4 separate regions of the Mus musculus genome follow, and regions 2, 3 and 4 are each linked to region 1. A link is a contact called in public HiCAR-type and promoter capture Hi-C data. All regions are on one chromosome and are shown on one strand. The core of a region is the stretch at or near the end of the contact, and the rest is flanking DNA. Distances in the headings are between cores, read along the strand shown. Region 1 has its middle 30 kb from the start of Gli2. Region 2 holds the start of Ptpn4 (protein tyrosine phosphatase, non-receptor type 4). Region 3 holds the start of Epb41l5 (erythrocyte membrane protein band 4.1 like 5). Region 4 holds the start of 2900060B14Rik (RIKEN cDNA 2900060B14 gene).

Region 1 (2,700 bases), core at 14-2,513:
TCACTGAGTGTAGACAGCATAGGGCGAGCAAGGAGAGCTCGAAACACACGCAATCTAGGTACTAAGCATAGAGGCCTCCAAATTCACCACAGGTCCTTGCCACATGGGAGGGGTCCCCATGGGCCTTGCCACAACAGAGTCCCATCAGTGAGACACCTACACGCTGTTCCCTACGGATGCTGCATGCCCACCGCCACTGGTGGGCCTTAATAGGGACCTTAATCTGTCAAACTTCTTCGCCTGTATCATATGCGAGCAATTCATTCCCAAGTGTGAACTCACTGTACTCCTTCCTGCAGCATCTCAGAACTGGAGACTCTGCCTCCCTTTCCTAACTCGGGTTGGCCTAAGGTATTCCCGTACTGTAATCCCAACATTCGGGGCGCAGAGGCAAGAGGACCACAAATCCAAAGGTTACCCATGGCTACCCTGGAGACTCTGTTTCAGGAAGTGGAGGTGGGGGATACTTGCTAAGTAACCTGAAAATCTGAACACGGTTGGAATGGTAAATATTCTCGAGCATGAGGGGGGTTATGTATTAATAAAGCTTGCTCGCTTCCTTAGTTCTGGCTGTCACACTGGGATTGCATAGTTCTTATTCTTAGTGGAATGAGAGCTACTGACCACTTACAGAGTGCAATGACACTCTTTCTACACCTCGCCAACAGCTCCACACTCAATACGCGTGTGCAAGATTGCCCGCAAGCAGTGTCTATGTGTAGCTATATCATATTCATTGAAGGACCTAGAAAACAATACAGCAGTACACTGAGAATCACACACACACACATATGCACACACGCTCACTCACACACACACACACACACACACACACTCATGCACTCATATACACTCATACGTGAAAGCACACACATATGCACACACACATAAATGCAACAAAGTGTACAGGAAGCAGACACCCCCCAAGGGAGGCTCCTCATTGCTTTCTTGCCCACCTGTCTTTCCTCTGCTGAGGTCCTCCTGGGCTCTGACCACACAAGACGCACTGGGAAAGGACAGGCCCAAAGCTTCCTGTGCCCACAGCCCCTGGCTGGTCTGTTCCTCTGGAAGAGTTGTAGAAGACCTGAAAAACAAAAGGTCCTGCTGAGAGCTCCGGAAATAGCTAAGAGGCTGGTGAAGGGTGGGACCATAGAGAGGCTTCTGATACCTGTGGACCCTGGAAATCCTGCCCCAGCCCTTTGAGGACACCCACTTCAGTCGGCCTTCACTAGTGTCTTTTCAAATTACACCACCAGAGGGCAGAAGAAAACCAAGAATAGCGTCTTCCACAGTGGTCCTCGGGCGCCATCCCTCCAAGTGAGTCTGGACCCTAAACACAGAGAGAACAAAGCAATTGCATGGGGTGAGTTCCATGAAGCATTCTGACTCCTTTCTGTAGAAGCAACTAGGAGGTATCCGTGCGGTATCCACAGTACTCCAAGCAGCGCATTAGGTGGGCGGGGAAACAGTTCAGAGGGTAGAAAGCTTGCCTGGTATGCAGGAAGCCCTGGGTTCAGTCCCACCAGACACAGTAGCACACACCTGTTACACTAGCTCTGGGGAGGTAGAGGCAGGATGGGCGGTTCACGGTCATCCTCTGCTACACAGTGATTTCTAGGCCAGCCTGGGCCACAGGAAACCCTGATGGAAGCTTCTGAGGTGGGTGGCCCCGCAAGGGTGGAGACAAGATTTCCAGGTCTAGCAGGCTATAGAAGCCACTCTATGTCCTCATTCATGAAAGGGGGGTGGGGGGAGGAGGGAAGACAAGGTGGAAAGAAGGTGGCTCAGCAAGCAAAAGAGCTTTCAGGACCTGAAATCCTTCCCCAGAGCTAAAGGTAAGAGAAGAAAACCAACTCCATAAAGCTGTCCTCTGACCTCCACATATGCACCATGGTACGCTCTGTCTCAGTCTCTGTCTCTGTCTGTCTGTCTCTGTCTATCTGTCTCTCTCACACACACAATTAATAATAATAATAATAATAATAATAATAATAATAATAATAATATGTTTTAAAAGCAGACACTATGTTTATTCCATTTGTAGCATCCAGAATATCTAGTTCCAGTCCAATTGTTACTTATTTTGAGATAGGATCTCACAATGTAGCCCAGGCTGGGCTGGAATTCACAGAGATCTGCCTGCTTCTGCATCCAGAGTTCCGAGATCAACGGCAAGCATCACCACAAAGCCGGTTTGTTGTTGTTGTTGTTGTTGTTGTTGTTGTTGTTGTTGTTGTATTGTGATGATGGAGAAAGCCCAGGTTCCACAGAGGCTAAGTGCTGCCCTCCACTGGGCCACTGGGTGGCAGCACTGAGTCAGAATACCAGCTTTTCCTGACCGTGTGTGGGACTTCTTTAGTGGTAGCATAAGGAAAAGAGCAAGAGACCACAGGTGGCAGACAGACAGGAGAGATGAAGGCCAGCTGGAGATATCACTGGTACTGCGTAACCAGAATTTGCGATATAAGGAAAGGCTTTCCTTCCGTCTACCAGACCCTTCTTCTTCCCATCCTCTCACTGCCTCCTGCTTCTGGGAAGTGCAATGTGAGCTCCACTGTGCGTGCTCTTTCTTGTACAACAGCCAACGCCTCAGCCAGTAGCTGCCAGGAGGAGTCCCCAGCACCACCTGCCCTCTTCACAGAGTTTGTAATTGGCAGGCCTCACCTTGAAACTTGGTTTCTTTGACCCTTGTTCTTTTGT
Region 2 (2,700 bases), core at 133-2,632, 750 kb before region 1:
AAAACGTCAAGGACTTTTGAGGTGGGTCAAAGGATAAAGGAAAGGAATTGGCTGCCAAGTCTGGCTCAATCCTTGCGACCCACATAGGATTACCAACTCTCAAACCTTGTCCTCTGATAGACAGACAGACACACAGACAGATGGACACACATATTTTAGGTGTATACAAAATAAAGAAATGTAAAACAAACAAACAAACAAACAAAAACGAAAAACAAGCAAAGAGGAAATGTGAGGGTCCTCCCAACTTACCCTTCCTTCATTTGATCCTAGTTGAGGTCACCTATTCTATAGGAATGTTCTATCATCATCAAGTTTGTATTACCCAGAAAATATTAAGGGTATACCCTCCTCAAGGTCATGGCATGATAATACCAACCCTCATTCTTAAAATGATTGAACGACTTTGATTTAAAAAGCAGTGTTCCTTGCACACAGAAAGCACCTATCCTTTGTTTTATCCATGAAACGTCTTTTGCTTAGGCTTTGTTTTCAAGGGCCTTATGTTTAGGAGAACTGATTGAAAACTGCACTTCAAAGCCTATACCCTCTATTAGCACTTAGTTGGGACAACCTGATGCCAGGAGGTCGAGTTTCCCCACTCTGTGCTATTGCCCCTCTTTTGTGTCCCTAGAGTCCGTCAGTAAGTACATCTTAGAAGAGGGAGGAGGGGCAGAACTGACAGTCAAGGAACCAATCGCTGCCTGGCGATGGGGTGTGGACACAGAGCCACGCCCTCCCCTCCCAACCCGCTAAATCCCGTCTCTCTCGCACCTGTGAGTACCAGTGCTTCTAGGCAGGCGCCCGCGCTCCGAAACCGGGTAGGAGGCGGGAAGGAGGCGGAGCAGAGGGCGTGGCTTCACCTCTCGCGAGACCGCCTCCTGTTGCCGAGGCCGCCGTTCCGGGGCTCTGACTGGTCGGGGGCTGCGCAGCCGCCATGTTCGGTTGCTATGCTGCGGCCTCGGAGACGGGGTGTGCTTGAGAGAGGAGGAGGAGACGGAGGAGGCGGTGGAGGCGAGGGAGGAGGAGGAAGGAGAGGAGGAGGAGAAGGAGGAGGAGGGTGACCGAGGCTCTCCTTTGCACTCTCACACAGAGCCGCCTCCCTGGAGTCACCCGCCGCTTCACGCCGCGCGCGCTTCCCTGCTCCGCGGACGCGACATTGTTCTTTTAAGACTCCCGGGAGCTGTCAGAAATCGGGGCTCCGGGACTTGAAAGAGACTTGACTTCGGCCCGCAGCTTGCGGGGACCGCGGCACTTTCGGGGCGCGTGTGAAGGGATTAGCTCATCTCGCCGCGAGGTGCGAGCGCGCGCCTCCCCGCGCACGCCAGCCCCGCCGCAGCCCCGCAGGATGACGGGGTGCAGGCGGCCCGCGGCCGTGGCGCGGCCGCTGTGGCGGCGGCTGTTCTCGGGACGCTGAGGGCGAGCACCTCGACGCGGACCACGCGCTTCTTTCACCCGGCCGCGAGCCCGGGGCCTCCTGCCTTTTTGTATTTGGATTCCCCCCCCCCCCCCCCTTTCTCCAGCCGGGAGGACGCGGCTGTGATAACGAAGGTAAGAGAGGCGCTTGGGGCGGTCCTTCGCTCGGCCTGTTTGGGCCCCCTTTGCAGGTCGTGGGCGCGCACCTGAAGCTCGCCGAGCCGGGCGGCCAGACTACCCGATCGACTTCCCTTTTCTTAGTGGGTCGGAGCACTCGAATCTTCCTGGGGTTTATAGTTGAAATCTGCTAGGGATGAGTGCACGGGAGAAGGGGTGGAATAGATGCGGAGATGAAATGTTCCTAAACTCAAGGTAAGGCTGGAGAATCTTCAGTATTTCATTTGTGGGATTCTTTTTTCTAATTGTTAATGTTAGGTTAATTGACTCATATAAGCATCTTTATTTTTTTTCCGCACGCGGTAGGAACACACGCTATCTTCCATTGAACTTGAAAGTCTCTTGTGACTTGCTAGTATTATACTTGCTTTTAGGAATCAGTAGTTGGGCCCAAAAAGTTGAGATGTAGAACATCTGAACTTAGATTTTTCATGCTGCTTTGGAATCGTCCCTACCTTCATGATGTTTAGATTCAGCGTGAGTATGTAGTCAAGAACAGATCGGTGTTTGTGGGGTTTTGTAAAATGTTAAGCACAGTCATTTGTGGCTTTCTGGCTTTACATTTTTGTTTCGGTGTCAATGTTTGTTTTATAGTTACTTACAGGAAAAATGGAGCGTATGATTATCCTTTGTGGACAGGAACTGTGCTTACCAAAGCGTAGACACCTCAATTGTCCCAGGACGATTTCTGGAAATCAGTTCAATCAGAGATTCAAGAAAAGCTAGATGTGTGTGTGTGTGTGTGTGTGTGTGTGTGTGTGTGTGTGTGTGTGTAGGTAGTTAAATGCATGTATGGATGCATTTGCTGGGGTTTCTAAAGTAATGGAACAATTTACAGTTTCAATGATAATCCATATCGATGTTTCCCTGAAACTTATGTCAGAGACTTTATGTTTGGCTTTGCATCACAGAGTGACATCAGTGTGGACAAGGACTACGTAGGGGGTTTTAAAAACTGCCTGTTCCAGGAGGACTAGTCATACCTAACTTTTGGAATAAGCAATTCAAGAAATACTGAGTGTGTGACCAGATCTTGGGTCCAGATGAAATAACACAGTTATTTGGTCACATTTAAAAGATGGCTGTGGAGGAAAAACAAGAAAAGCT
Region 3 (2,700 bases), core at 159-2,658, 570 kb before region 1:
CCTTGCTCTTTATGTCCTTCCCGGATGTCTACTGGGCTCTTTCCTCACCTACTTTAAGTCTGAAGTCATTGTCACTGCCCTAAGAGCCTTCCTCCCTGCTTATATTGCAACCCTTCATTCCCAGACCCCACACCCACTGCTATTTTCTAGGTGTTTACTAACCGCCAGTCAGACATGTTTTGAACCAAGGACTTTATGCACTCTACCAACTGAGCTATACCCTACAGCATTTTCTTTTTCCTTCTGAGATGGTGTTAGGTAGACTGGCCTCCAATTCCTGGGCTTAAGTGATCTTTCTGCCTCAAAGGCTATAGGCACAAGGAGGACAGGTACACTCTCCCATACAGGCTAAACCATGAAATAACTTGTTTAATTATGACAGAACCTCTCAATGTGGCCAGTGCTGGCCCTGAACTCACTACTCAGCCCCCAAGGGGCTTTTACTGCTGGGATTGCCTTGAGGGACTCCTGTCTTTCTTCTTTATCTGCCTTATCTCCAGGGTCTACAGAGCTGTAGGCATTTTGATAAACTATCTGAAGAATGAATGAATGGAATGTCGCCCTGCCACTTAGGGCCTCCATTCTGTGACCACAGTGCCTGGAGCATCAGTCTGTTATTTCCCTTTCCCAGCAGCGTTCTCTCCAGGGCTCTCATCACCACTTGACACATAGTTGTTCTCTTTCTCCATTACAGACTAAAGGTTGCTTTAATCTCTAGGATTTGGGGGGAGGGAGCAAGGAAACATTTAAATAAATGCTGGATCAATTAATAAACAACTGTGTAAGAGAAAACATACTAGACTACATTAAAAATAGGAAAATACTCATTTTTGCTGTGCCAGGGATTGGATCCTGGGCCTGGTATGTGCTAGTCTAACACCCTACCACTGAACTGTATCTTAAACCCAACGTTTCATTTTCAAATCATATTACCAGGAAGGTGAAAAATTCAAAACATAAACCAAGCGCCATGGAGATGCTCAGTGTGGGTAAAAGTGCTTCATTCCAAATGTGAAGGCCAGAGTCTGGTCCCCTGTGCCCACATGATACTCCTGCAAGTTGTTCTCAGACAGGGACTGTGGCATATCTTTCCCTGACCCATACATATACGCACAGAAAAAAATAATCTTTTTTAAAAGACAGGATTTCACTAGGTAGTCCTGGCTGACCTGTAACTAAGTAGCTGTGGCTGGACTCGAACTCACAGAAATCCACCTGCCTCTGCCTCTGCCTCTGCCTCTGCCTCTGCCTCTGCCTCTGCCTCTGGAGTATTGGGATTAAAGGTGAACTGCCTTTCTGTATTTCTATAGTCCCATCTGGTGTTGCCAGCTTAAATTCAGGTCTCAGGAGGCCGATTTCCGGGGCGGTGCCATTGCCCCTTTAAGAGCGGAGCGTCCCGCCCTTCGGGGGGCGGACCTTGGATGGGGCTTTAAGGGGCGTGCCCTCGGGCGGCCGGGGTCCTCCGGGGATTAGCGCAGGGTGGGCTCGCGCCTTGCGCCGCCATTTCTCGGTGTCTCTGGAGACCCGTCCTCTCCTCTAGCCGGCTGGGCATCTCTCTCCGAGGGTCGCGCGTCCCAGTCGCAGTGGTCTCCGTCGCTTCACGGTGTTCACCCCCGAGTACAGGTAAGAGTTTGGCCTCGGGTGTCCAGTTGGCCCTGCTCACTGAGCCGAGGCTCTCGACCGTGCCGGGTGGGCGGCCCGGCTCCCCGGGCGACGCCGCGGGCTGGGAGGGGAGTGGCGGCGACGGCCAATGGGGCTGGGCGCTGAGTTTCGGGCGATACCGCGCGGTGGCCGCTGAGGGCCGGGCGCGTCGCCGGGGTCTCGCGCGTTGTTGGGGGGAAACTCTGGTCACCCCTGACCTCCCCGTAGCTGTGGGATTAGGGGAAGGTCGCCTCGAGTGTCACTTCGCCGGGATTGTGGGCAGACATCGGTGAGACAGGACGTGCCAGCTAGCTCCCGGTCGAGTGAAACTTGGGAAGCGTACGAGGCAGGTGCGTTCCCGGGAACCGCCAAGGCCGAGGGCGCTCCCCGCCCCCACGCGTGGCGCGCGTCCGGTAATGATGGGTTCTCCTGTGGGTAGAAGATAATTGTGTCCATCTCTGGTTACTGTAGTCTCCCGGGTTCTGCTTTAAGAGCGAGAAGGCTCCAGGCTCCGAAGTTGTTTAGCAATAGTTCAAAATTACTAGTAATGGTTTTTTTTTTTTCCCTTAAGAATTGGAGATAAGCCCACCAAGAAATTATGAATGTAATTCACAACTCCGCTCACCCCAGATGCACTGAGCTGAGGCACTGAGCACTGCTAACTGCAGTGGGTAACTTGTATGTGTCTAAATGAACACTTTGGGATCATTATTTTCTTTTTCTTCCCAACCCCCACTTCGTTCTTCTTCTAATTCTTTTTCTCTCTTTCTTCCTTTCCTTTCCTTCTTTTCTTTTCTTTTCTTTTCTTTCGATACTGGGAACCAAACCCGGGTTCTGGAACGCTAGGCTGAACTAAATCTAAATGCTCACACCTGTTTTTTTCTTTTCTTGTTGTTGTTGTTCTTGTTAGGATAACTTGTTTGGGCAGCGATGTGCGCAATGTTCCTGTGTTTAGTTTCTTAGTTACAGTTTCTTTTGCGGGAGTAACTGGGATGAAAGATACTGATAACTTTAGGACATTTTCTATAGTTTTCAATATTACTGTTTTTTTTTTTTTTT
Region 4 (2,700 bases), core at 111-2,610, 620 kb after region 1:
ATGCTTCAGTGGCATTGGGTACATTTTACTTATAGCATACAAAAGACACACAGCACACCCACACACTGAAGCATGGGCCAGCCCACCCATGTCTATTCCAACCCCGTTAGGCCTCTGGTGAGAATCCATGAGTCCTGAGCTAATGTAGGGGGGAAATGGAAAATGGTTCAAACATCAGATTCCTAACAGTAAGTTTCAGGATCCCACCATCCTTCTCAGTGAGCGCACTGACTGCAAAGCTACAGAAAAAGAAAAGGACAGACAGACACTGGTAATGAACACTAGTGGAGAATTCCAGCTGACACTGTGGCTCAGTGGTTATTGCTTGCTGGCATACAGAGGACATAGATTCTATTCACCCACTGCGCACACAAAAGGGAATCAAGAAAAGAGAATAGAGAAATTTGCTACTGAAACAGTTGTATAAACAGAATTGCTTAGTGTTTACATCGCCACCATGAAACACACTGATTTAGAGACATCTAAACGGTGGAAAAATCCAACTGGCTCCTTTTTTGTAGGACTTTTCAAAGAAAACTGAGTCTCCGAGGAGGTTGAGAGGACAATGCGTACTGGCTGGCATCAAGCTGATGTCTAAACTGGCATAAAAATCCTCAATTGGCAATATTATAATAATTCGGGTTTAGAGGGGAAGGTACCAGTTTAGGGGCGGTGAGGCCACGATGTGGGGTGAGTCCAGGGTGGGACGGAAGGATGAGAGCCTGCTATGCTAGCTAAGGCTCACCTGTGCCGATTTGCGCCTTGAACCGGTCCTGCAGCCTAGTCACCAGTGCCGACAGGATGTCCATGCCCAAGAGAACCACCTGCAACGCAAAGAAGCACAGCGTCAGCGGTGCAGTGGGATGGCGCTGACATAGCTGGTCCCCGCGGGCGCCCAGCGACTGGGAAGACTGAGCTGGCTGGTCAGGAAAGGGTACTCGGCACGGAAAAACCCGCTACCGTTTGGAAGAAAAACTCGCCGAAGCGGAACTCCACTGAAGCAGCACGACCTAGAGGAGCCTACTGCGGCCCCGCCCTCTCCTTGAGTTGCGTATGCAAATTTACCAGGTCGCACCCTCCCCCCAAATTGCTAACTCTAAGCCTCCCTCCGGCCCCGCCCAGAAAGGCGTGTATGCAAATTTTCAGACTTGTGACGCGCGGCCTTCTGGGTAAAGACAAGCAGGCTTCAGAAAGCCCCTTGGGAGTTTCAGAAAAACAGAAAGGGTATTCGACGTGGGAAGCAGCAGTCGAAGAAAATACTGTACACCGGGCAGGTTGGGGTAGGCCTCCTGCGGTGGTCACCGCAACCAAACCCGGACTTAGAGCTTTCTGGCTGCCGGGCGCGCGTGGTTGCAAGCAACCATCCTTTTCTTGGGGTTGCGCTACTGTCCAATGAACGCGTAGTGAGGGCAGTACTGCTAACGCCTGACAACACACCTGCATCGGTTAGAGCTCTGCTTTACCTTGGTGCAATTTTTGGAAAAAACCACAAAACCTCTCTTCCTTACCTAAACATTTAAAGATTAAAGTAGCCGCGTGTGTACTGTTGCCCTCCTCGCAGTTCCTTTATTGTATGCTAGAGGGCAGCCGGACAGTAATTACTGGAGACCAGCTTTCTCACCGCTGCCCTAAGACTGTGATACACTAAGAAGCGCTCCCTTTGGAAAATGTTGTAATACAGATAAAGGGTTCCGTATTTGGGTTTTCATCCAGCTTACAAGTAAATCTATATACTAATTCAAACACCAAGCCAGCACTGGGAGGAATTAGATACTTGAAAGTGTATAATTCTTTTGAGGCGCAGAGTCTATGTAGCCCTTAGCATGTAGCCCCTGCTGGCCTCAAACTTGTAGCTCCCGACTGCTAAAATTAAAGGCATGTACCACTTCCCGGGGCCCTTTTTTCTCCCAACTTTTAAAATAGTTCTATTTATGAGCATTTTCTTTAAAACAAAGCAAAAAAAAAAAAAAAAAAAAAACCAAAAAAACAAAAACAAACAAAGGTCTTACTTTTGAGCCACAGGATTTAAGTTTCCTTAGTTTGGCTTCCTTCCAAAGAGCACAGTAGGAATGGGAGGTAATTTTACAGTACAGAAACCTGACAAACTATTACCTCAGCCAGGTGACCAAGGTCAGCTTAAACAATGCTAAGTCATGCTGGTGATGTAAGCTTGGTATAATATAATGCACACTTCACCTCTGTCACAGTCTCTTTAAAGCCCACAAGCTGTGAGTAATCTCAAGGAAAATATGAGGGAAACTCAAACACCTGCCCAGTGCGTCGCTGTCAGGGCCAAAACCAAGGATACCGAGAAACTGCCACAGTGAAGACAAATTTTTTATAGTTTCTTAATTTGCCTGGGAAAAGGAAAATGACTTTTTCCAGATATTGTTTTGTTTTGTTTTGAAAGAACCAAATAATAAACAAACCAACTTAAGAGCCAAAGAATGGGCTCCATTGAAAGTTCAGTGTACATAGAGCAAGAGAAATTAAACAGGAAAGCTCCAAGTGCAGCCCAAGGAAGCAAAGGGTTAGAGACCCCCAAAGCGCAGGTGCACAGCAGAGACAGATGCTCTGACAGACAGAGCAGTGGTAAAAAGCAACAGCTGACAATCACTATAGGCTACTACAAAGGAAAAGGGAGGGAGGGAGGGAGGGAGAGAGCAAGGGAGGCAGGGAGTGACAGCACAAAGAAATAGG

Evidence for each region. Promoter capture Hi-C pulls out the DNA fragments that hold promoters and counts their contacts. HiCAR-type assays count read pairs that join an accessible place to other places.
Region 2: a contact with region 1 is called in a HiCAR-type map of embryonic stem cells, with 3 times the contacts expected there. The contact joins the promoter of Ptpn4 here to the enhancer-like site in region 1. A contact is called at or near these places in 5 of 39 promoter capture datasets (the 3T3-L1 cell line, 3T3-L1-derived adipocytes, cranial neural crest and 2 more), 4 of 115 datasets of contacts at active chromatin or transcription factors (embryonic stem cells, large pre-B cells, pro-B cells and 1 more) and 1 of 9 other capture datasets (adipose tissue).
Region 3: a contact with region 1 is called in a promoter capture Hi-C map of embryonic stem cells, with 3 times the contacts expected there. The contact joins the promoter of Epb41l5 here to the enhancer-like site in region 1. A contact is called at or near these places in 6 of 39 promoter capture datasets (the 3T3-L1 cell line, 3T3-L1-derived adipocytes, embryonic stem cells and 1 more), 3 of 484 Hi-C or Micro-C datasets (cortical neurons, forebrain and tail fibroblasts) and 1 of 9 other capture datasets (embryonic stem cells).
Region 4: a contact with region 1 is called in a HiCAR-type map of embryonic stem cells, with 2.6 times the contacts expected there. The contact joins the promoter of 2900060B14Rik here to the enhancer-like site in region 1. A contact is called at or near these places in 5 of 39 promoter capture datasets (the 3T3-L1 cell line, the HPC-7 cell line, cranial neural crest and 2 more), 2 of 484 Hi-C or Micro-C datasets (both in embryonic stem cells) and 1 of 115 datasets of contacts at active chromatin or transcription factors (embryonic stem cells).

What each region holds. Positions count from the first base shown.
Region 1 is chr1:119,082,409-119,085,108 of GRCm38.p6, reverse strand. No RefSeq gene overlaps it. Among named protein-coding and RNA genes, the nearest start is that of Gli2, 30 kb to the right of the region's middle. Within about 2 kb of position 1,263, at least 18 of the 459 cell types and tissues checked have an H3K27ac peak or open chromatin away from gene starts, as enhancers often do. A contact at or near this core is called in embryonic stem cells, where this site is marked.
Region 2 is chr1:119,835,753-119,838,452 of GRCm38.p6, reverse strand. It overlaps Ptpn4 (protein tyrosine phosphatase, non-receptor type 4), which reads left to right and starts at 1,382. Exons shown (of 27, transcript NM_019933.2): 1 at 1,382-1,551.
Region 3 is chr1:119,647,708-119,650,407 of GRCm38.p6, reverse strand. It overlaps Epb41l5 (erythrocyte membrane protein band 4.1 like 5), which reads left to right and starts at 1,408. Exons shown (of 25, transcript NM_145506.4): 1 at 1,408-1,623.
Region 4 is chr1:118,457,925-118,460,624 of GRCm38.p6, reverse strand. It overlaps 2900060B14Rik (RIKEN cDNA 2900060B14 gene), which reads left to right and starts at 1,360. Exons shown (of 1, transcript NR_027901.1): 1 at 1,360-1,956. It overlaps Clasp1 (CLIP associating protein 1), which reads right to left. Exons shown (of 43, transcript NM_001359328.1): 3 at 746-824.